Regions from separate parts of the Mus musculus genome. Here region 1 is linked to region 2. Evidence: chromatin contacts called from public Hi-C data. All regions are on one chromosome and are shown on one strand. The core of a region is the stretch at or near the end of the contact, and the rest is flanking DNA. Distances in the headings are between cores, read along the strand shown.

Region 1 (3,558 bases), core at 582-3,081, 190 kb before region 2:
ACCCTGTACTCGGTTGGGAACTACTGCACTGTTCCTATGTAAACAAATATAGATCAAAAGAGTTGCTGGTGTAATGAATTGTTTACATTTATTAAAGTGCCTCTCTTCTTTGTAACCATAGAAGAAACCTCCAGGGAGAGATTAGTGGTTGAATTGGTATTGTCTTCCAGGAGGCTGAAGATGCTAAGAACTGAGCACAGTCAGTAGAGGGAGCACACAGAACTCGGAGGAGGTAGGTTTCTGGTTTCTGAGGTCTAGATGCAGTGGAGATGTTAACTGTCTGTGACTATTAGCCCGATTCACCTGCCCATCTGGTGGGTCAACTTCTCAGGATGTGTAGACCAGAGAGGTGTGCTCAGGGGCCTTCTTTGCTTTGCTTGGTGTTCCGGTACCTTTTTTCTATCCTGTCACTCTCTAGCCCTGTCAGCTGAGGTTGGCAGGGAAGAACTCAAATGATTTTGTTGTCTCCTGGTAACAGCTCTTCCTCACTGCTCCCAGCAGTGTGGTTGTTTGCCCTCTCTGTGTTTTACTAGCATGTATTTGAAGTTCTAAGACCCCTTTGCTTTCTCTTATTTACGCGTCCTTCTTCCTTCTCCCAGAAGCTCACGAGCTCCCCAAGGGCAGGGAGAGATGTGTATTCATCTTGGAATCATTTGTACTCAACGCAGAGACAGGCATCTGATAGATGCGGGATAACCCTGGGAGAATGAGCTGGGACAGGATGCACAGTGTTTATCAGTCAGAGGTGCTTTTTGTTATTTTATTTTTTATTTATTTATTTTTTGCCTGATGGTATAGAATGAGGTAATGGTATGCTGGGAGATGTAATCAAGAACTCGAAACTCAGTAGGCAACTACTCTGTCCTCATCCCATAGATGAAGAAGCTGAGATCTGGGGAAGTGATTGTCCCAAGGTTATGTAGCTCCTTAATGCTGACGTTTCCTGCTATCCACCATTGATGGTAGTGAGAACTGGGGATTGTTTGTGCACTTTGCATATCTACATCATTCCATCTCAAACTTTATTGCATACAGAAGTCATGGGGGCTTGCGGGGTGCTATTAAAATGCACATCCTGATTTGATAGGTTTTTGGTGAGACCTGATATTCAAGTTTAGCATGTCAGAGTTCTTGTATGACCAGGTTCAGGTCCACACCCACTATACATCTGAGCACCATCATAGTTAATGCCTAATCTCTTCATTAAATCTTGTGGCATCCACAGCATCTCTGCTTTGATTATTTTTTTTTCTAATCAGAAAAAATATGTTTAATTTTATCCGTTTATTCTACTTTTTTTGTTTATAATTCTTCTACTCAAGTACCCCTTTTTTTGTTTCCTCTATACCTTCTTATTTCTGGGCTTTCTTATAATGGATTGTCTTCTCATTTTCTCCTGCTTCTTAGTTTATTTCTTATTAACATCCATTTATCTTTTCTCATGCACACAGCAATTGCCTTATTTCATTTATCTGTATGTTTTATGCTCTGTTCAATTATTCAATAAATACTTGATAAAAAGGCAATATTAATCAAGCTATGAAAAAGAATTGGCTCTTCATATTGCAGTAGCAGATAAGCTATATCCTGGAGGTCTTCAAGGACACAGGGTGAAGAAACCTTCACTTATTTAAGACCTTTCAATGCAAGTTGGTGGGGAAGAGGTTTGGAGGGATTCATGGAAGGAGTTGGTGGTTGAATTGTTTCTTGAAGAACAAACAAGAGTTTTGGAGGCAAGGAAGGACAAGCCATTCCGTGAGAATGCATTGGCTGCTATAGTCAGGCTGCTATAGACACCCATCCTCCTGTCTTGCATCCCTGAGGACCAGAGCAGGACTGTGCTGGTTCCCTAGCTCCGAGACTCTGACCACAAAGGACCAGGGTAGAGGGAGGGCTGAGGCTCTCTAATTTCTGCTTTGGCGAGTCTACAGTTAATGAATCCTCACCCGGTTTGTTAGACTTGCCTCTAGAATGAGCAAATGATGTAGTTTTCATTTTAGACCACTGGATTGCAACTAACTTTATTGATGGCCATTACAAAGAAAGGGACAGCTGTTAGCTGATTCGTGTCCAAGGAAAGAGCTGGATCCCAGCCCAGGCCAGGCTACTTGGAATGAAGGACCAGCCGGGCCCCATGTGTTTCTTGAGTAGTGAGGTAGAGTGCCGCACCATTCATCCGCTAGCAGCTTTCTGTAGCAGCACAGAGGGGCGAGGAGAACAGAGGTGCCCATTATTCTCAGGCACTCCATGACACATTTTAGTTGCCTTATTGGAGTGGCCTGATATTGTAGATATTTTTACTTTGAGGGATGCCTGGATGTAGGGATGATGGGTGACATCTCGGTCACCTTTTGGTTAAACTGTCACATGGGTGCTTAAGGAAAGATGAATTTGAATGGATTCTTTGCTAAGTTGTATTTCATCTATTTCTAGTCCCCATTCCCCACTCTCCCCATCTCTCTGTACGTGGTGAAATTTATTAATTTTATTAGGAAAAGCTTATTATTAAGCTTGGTCTGAAGATTTCTTTTAATTTTAATTTTTGCAGTATTGGGGATTCAACCTAGGACCTTGTGTATGTATACTAGGTAAGATAAGCACTTCAGCACCAAGATGCATGTCCTATGTATGTCTCCCACTCATTTAAAACACTTCTGTTTTTGAGGCCAAGTACTCAGGGTGGTCTTGAATTTATTCTGTAGTCTACAATGGCTTTGGACTCATGATCTTCCCCTGTTAACGTCCCTAGTGGCTGGGATTTTAGGCAAGTGCCACCAGGACTAGATTTCATTCTGGAGACACTTTTAAGGTCCATTTCACATAAAGAGTATGGTGGGAATGAAGATACAGGGGTGAATAAATATCTTGACTTAAAGGTCGTGTGTTCTAAGGTGACTGGAGGGGCAGGGAATAGAAACAGAGCAATAAGCTATTCTTTCTCTGGTTAGTTGAGGATGGGGTAGAGCAGAGGCTCGGCTGGACCCAAGGAATAGCAGATCAGGAAAAAGAGAGAAGTGATTGGCCTTGTCCTTCCTTGGGGATGGATGCTTAAGAGAAAGAAAAACCTCCAAAGGACAGAGTGGTGAGGCCAGTGTGTGTCTCCACACATGCTCCTACTCTGGCCTCCTCCTCCCACCCCTGCTCATTCTCCCCCAAGTAGTCTCTGATCACTGGCCCACTAGGACTGCAAATTCATAATTCTGTTTTTTCAATGCCAAGTTTCAAGTTCTCATTCTTCTTTTTGTAGACCCTCTCAGCACTTTAACTGGGTGGATTATTTTAGGAAATGAGGAGATTTTTATTTCTTTTGAGTCATGGGACTTAGTGAAATACTGTTGTTTAAAAGCATTGTATTATTAGCAAAGTGGGGAAGAACCATTCCTAGGGTTTACATGGCATCTTTAATCCTCCCTTCCCACAGTTCCCTTGCCTCTGTGAAAGTGACCAAGCTTTCTAAAGTAAGACTCCCCCCTTATTATGCCATGATCTGCTCATATACATTACAGCGTCTGGGCTAGAGATCAGAACACACACACGCTAATTCTTCACCAACACCAA
Region 2 (3,504 bases), core at 213-2,712:
GTGTGCATATATCTTATATCTTATGTAACATACAATTTATAAACATATCTCCCTGAGAGTATTTAAACTGTGTGCAATAGAAAGTGAGATTTGCCATGTAGGTGGTTTATTGAATCATTACGAACATCCTAGTCTCATGACCTATATTCAGAGCTAACCCTTTTAACATGGGCTTGCAATTTGGTCATCTCTAGAAGCAAACTGATCAGTTAATACATACCCTTTTTTTCTCAATTTAATAATATGCTGCCCAGAGCCATGGTGCCCATTTCATTTGGTAACTACTGTGCCTATGAATTCAGTGATGTTAACATTTTATTATAAAGACACCTTGAGGAGAAAATACAGGATAGTAGTTTGGAAACTAAAAGAAGATCGTGATTAATAATTAAATGTAACTAAATTTGTACATATACAGGTTTCTTTCTTTCTCTAAAAGAAACAAAACAAAACAAGACCCAACCAAACAAAAACAATATGACAAAAAATTACCCAACCACACCAAAACAAGATAAAAATCACACAAGAACACGGAGTCCTTTTTTGTGCTGGCCAGCTTCATCTGGGCATGAGGCTTACCCTGGCATGTGAGTGATATGCTCTGGGCCACTCCAGTGCAGAAAACTGACTTTTTTGATATCACTTTGAAGAAGTGTGAGAAAATGGCCAGGAGTTCTGATATGAGTCACAGTGAGGTTCACAAAGGTTCACGCTCTTGGGGGTGGGGAGTGGGGGCTGGAACATGGACAGGAAGATGACTGTGCTCTGTAGCTGGATGGACGCTGTGAGTATCCCTCATAAAACTTCTTTGCTGTCGAGACAGTAAAGAAGATGTGGAAATCTAGTAAGGTAAGTGGACAGGAAGGCAGTCCAGATCATCAAAGCCACCACCATGCAAGGCCTTGTCAATGGGGGCGGGAGAGGGGACACTGTTTTGTAAAAGAGATCACTCAGTCACTAGCTGTCTGGGTCTTCCACTGGCCAATTCTGGAATGCCAAATCAAGGAGCAACACTGGCAGGCTTTGATCAGGTTCCTTTCCAGGGCTCTTGCTCCCTGGTTGACCCTTTACCCATGTGACTGTCTGGCTATTGGTTAGAGTCCCCTGGGTTCATCAGAGTGGGTCTGGGATACATTTCAGGCTGGCAGCAAAATTTTGCATCTTGTAGATTTTTTTTTTTTCACATGAGAATCCTAAGTTGCCTCCCTGTCTCTGCTGAGTACTTCTCTCCCTTACTGTCACAGCAGGGGGCGGGGGCATCTTTAAGGGGTCCTCACCCCTGCCACCTCTGACAGTCAAATTTTCACAAGAAACAATCCAGGATGTTCCAGATCACCTCCCCTCCTCCTTTCCTCCTCCTTCCTCCCCCTCTTTCCTCCTTCCTCCTCCCTCCTCTTCCCTCTCCTCCCTTTCTGCTCTGATTTGTTATTATGTACTGCAGCTGCCGGGAGGATTTTAAATAGACCCAAAAAGGCAGGGCAGTGCCTCTTTTGGAAATTTAAATAGAACCTTCTTCTTAATCTTGTCTGTGGAGCGGCACCTGGAGGAGGCAATGGGCAAGAGGCTCCAGGGTCACCACCATCAAGCAACCCTTCAGGTGACCTAGGATCTGAAAGCATTCAGGGTGGCTGTACCTCAGCCCCAGTGGATTTGCTGCCAGACTGACAGGCTGCTGGACTGGAAGCACAGTCTGATACTAGAGCGAAAGGCAGCAAGGGATTTCAGGGAGAGCCAGAAGTCCATTCCCACCCATCTCTCGTGCCTCAGTCACCCTTTGTGCCTTCAGAGGCAGAATGTGTTTGGCCTTATTAGCCTTTAGCCCTGAGGAGGAACCTGGAGTGAGAAGGGCTAATTAGTGTCAATTACTTCAGTGTCATGATTCTTAAGGAACAGGTGTATAAATCAAGGGGCAGCATAAAGACCTCAGATCAGCAGCCAGGGATGTGACGTGACGGGTGGTCGCCATGACAAAGAACAGTGAATTTCTGGTGGAGGGAAAGCAGGCCACAGATTCTAATACACAACTCCCAACTTGTCTTTTTTTTTCTTTTTTAAGTTTAGACTTTACAAATGTCAAACCTTGATATTAAAATTCAGCCATCCAGTGAATATTTATTGAACAAAAGGTGATTGTGGGGCACGCTTTGAAATCAATGGGAAGAAAGGGCCATGGGAAATGAGGTCACTTGCTAAATTCAAGGTCTTTAACACTGGGCTAAGAAGCCAGTCAGAACAGAGATTTGAAAGTTCCACTGAACGTCCTGGAGGAAGGTTCTAAGATGCGCTACTGAAGAGAAGCAGGCCAACGTTTAGTGGCTGGGAGTGATGCTATAGAAAGCAAGCAGTGGGCTAGACTTAGTTTTGGTGGAAGGGTTATAGAGGATACCAGCTCTTGGAACCATGAGATCAATTACAATATGGCAATTGATATGCTCTGGGCCAATAAGCATCCAACACCTTAGTGTTATGACTTTATGCACACCGCTGTGTCTCATATTCTCACGGCCTCATGAATCGAACAGTGTTATCTTCCTTTTATAGAAGAGAAACCCACACTAATGGATTACATGGTTTCTTCTAGGTCATTCAGCTGGTGAGTAGACAGATGAAGAGATTAATTCAGTATAAGATTCTGTTATTCATTTTTTTTAATCTTTAGGGACTGGCACAATGTATTGTAAGTAGATTTCTTTCCTTACTGATTGAATAGATGATCCCATGTGATTTATCATAATACTTACTACGTCTTTTAAAAATGTATTATTATTGTATGTGTGTGTCCCTGACTGTGTACATGCAAGCATACTGTAGTATCAGAAGACAGCTTTCTGGAATTGGATCTCTCCTTCCCCTTTGTTGAGGTAGGGTCTGGTTTCTCTTATTTCTGCTATAATGTCAACTCCAGGCTAGCTGGCTTGTGAGCTTCCAAGTGGTTCCACTGTCTATAGTCCTATCTCCCTATAGGACTGGGGGATTATAGATGAACACCATGGAACACGTGTTTGTTTATTTATTTTATGTAAGTTCTGGGAATACAATTCAAATAGTTGATCTTGTACAGTAAGCATTCTTATCCACCAAGGCATCTTGCCATAACACTCATTTCAAAATAAACACACCTAAACCATTGCAAGCATTTTAGAAAAAAAGGGGATGGTCTTGGTGTGTGGAGTATAGTTGCTCATAGGGTATATCCTAGGGCTCTAGTGTTCAAGACATGGTCATCAAATCATAAATATATCAGTATTCCCCAGGGCATTGTTAGGGTTTGGGGGCCCACCTCTAAGTTTCCTAAAGATACCCCCAAGCACTGTTGATTGGCTGGGAACATCCTATGAAGTAAAATGTGCGGTGTGCTAGTCCTGGGATGGATGATCACAGTGAAGTGTTGGCTGTGACTGGAAAATGCTCCTATTGAGTAGTGGAAGATGAGAGAACACAGAAGGGGGCCCAGGAGGCCAGTCATCGTGGACAGTGTTAGTTCATAAGATTTCTAGGGATTCG

The links. A called contact is a pair of places that touch in the nucleus more often than the background predicts.
Region 1: a contact with region 2 is called in a Hi-C map of cerebral cortex, with 2.3 times the contacts expected there. The contact joins two enhancer-like sites. A contact is called at or near these places in 2 of 39 promoter capture datasets (embryonic stem cells and trophoblast stem cells), 6 of 484 Hi-C or Micro-C datasets (cerebral cortex, embryonic stem cells, forebrain and 1 more), 7 of 115 datasets of contacts at active chromatin or transcription factors (SST interneurons, embryonic basal ganglia, embryonic forebrain and 4 more) and 4 of 9 other capture datasets (adipose tissue, embryonic stem cells, liver and 1 more).

The regions. Positions count from the first base shown.
Region 1 is chr6:136,164,199-136,167,756 of GRCm38.p6, reverse strand. All of the region lies in intron 3 of Grin2b (glutamate receptor, ionotropic, NMDA2B (epsilon 2)), which reads left to right. Among named protein-coding and RNA genes, the nearest start is that of Gm26653, 7.0 kb to the left of the region's middle. Within about 2 kb of position 1,831, at least 24 of the 459 cell types and tissues checked have an H3K27ac peak or open chromatin away from gene starts, as enhancers often do. A contact at or near this core is called in cerebral cortex and forebrain, where this site is marked.
Region 2 is chr6:135,974,244-135,977,747 of GRCm38.p6, reverse strand. All of the region lies in intron 4 of Grin2b (glutamate receptor, ionotropic, NMDA2B (epsilon 2)), which reads left to right. Among named protein-coding and RNA genes, the nearest start is that of Gm14330, 120 kb to the right of the region's middle. Within about 2 kb of position 1,462, at least 8 of the 459 cell types and tissues checked have an H3K27ac peak or open chromatin away from gene starts, as enhancers often do. A contact at or near this core is called in cerebral cortex and forebrain, where this site is marked.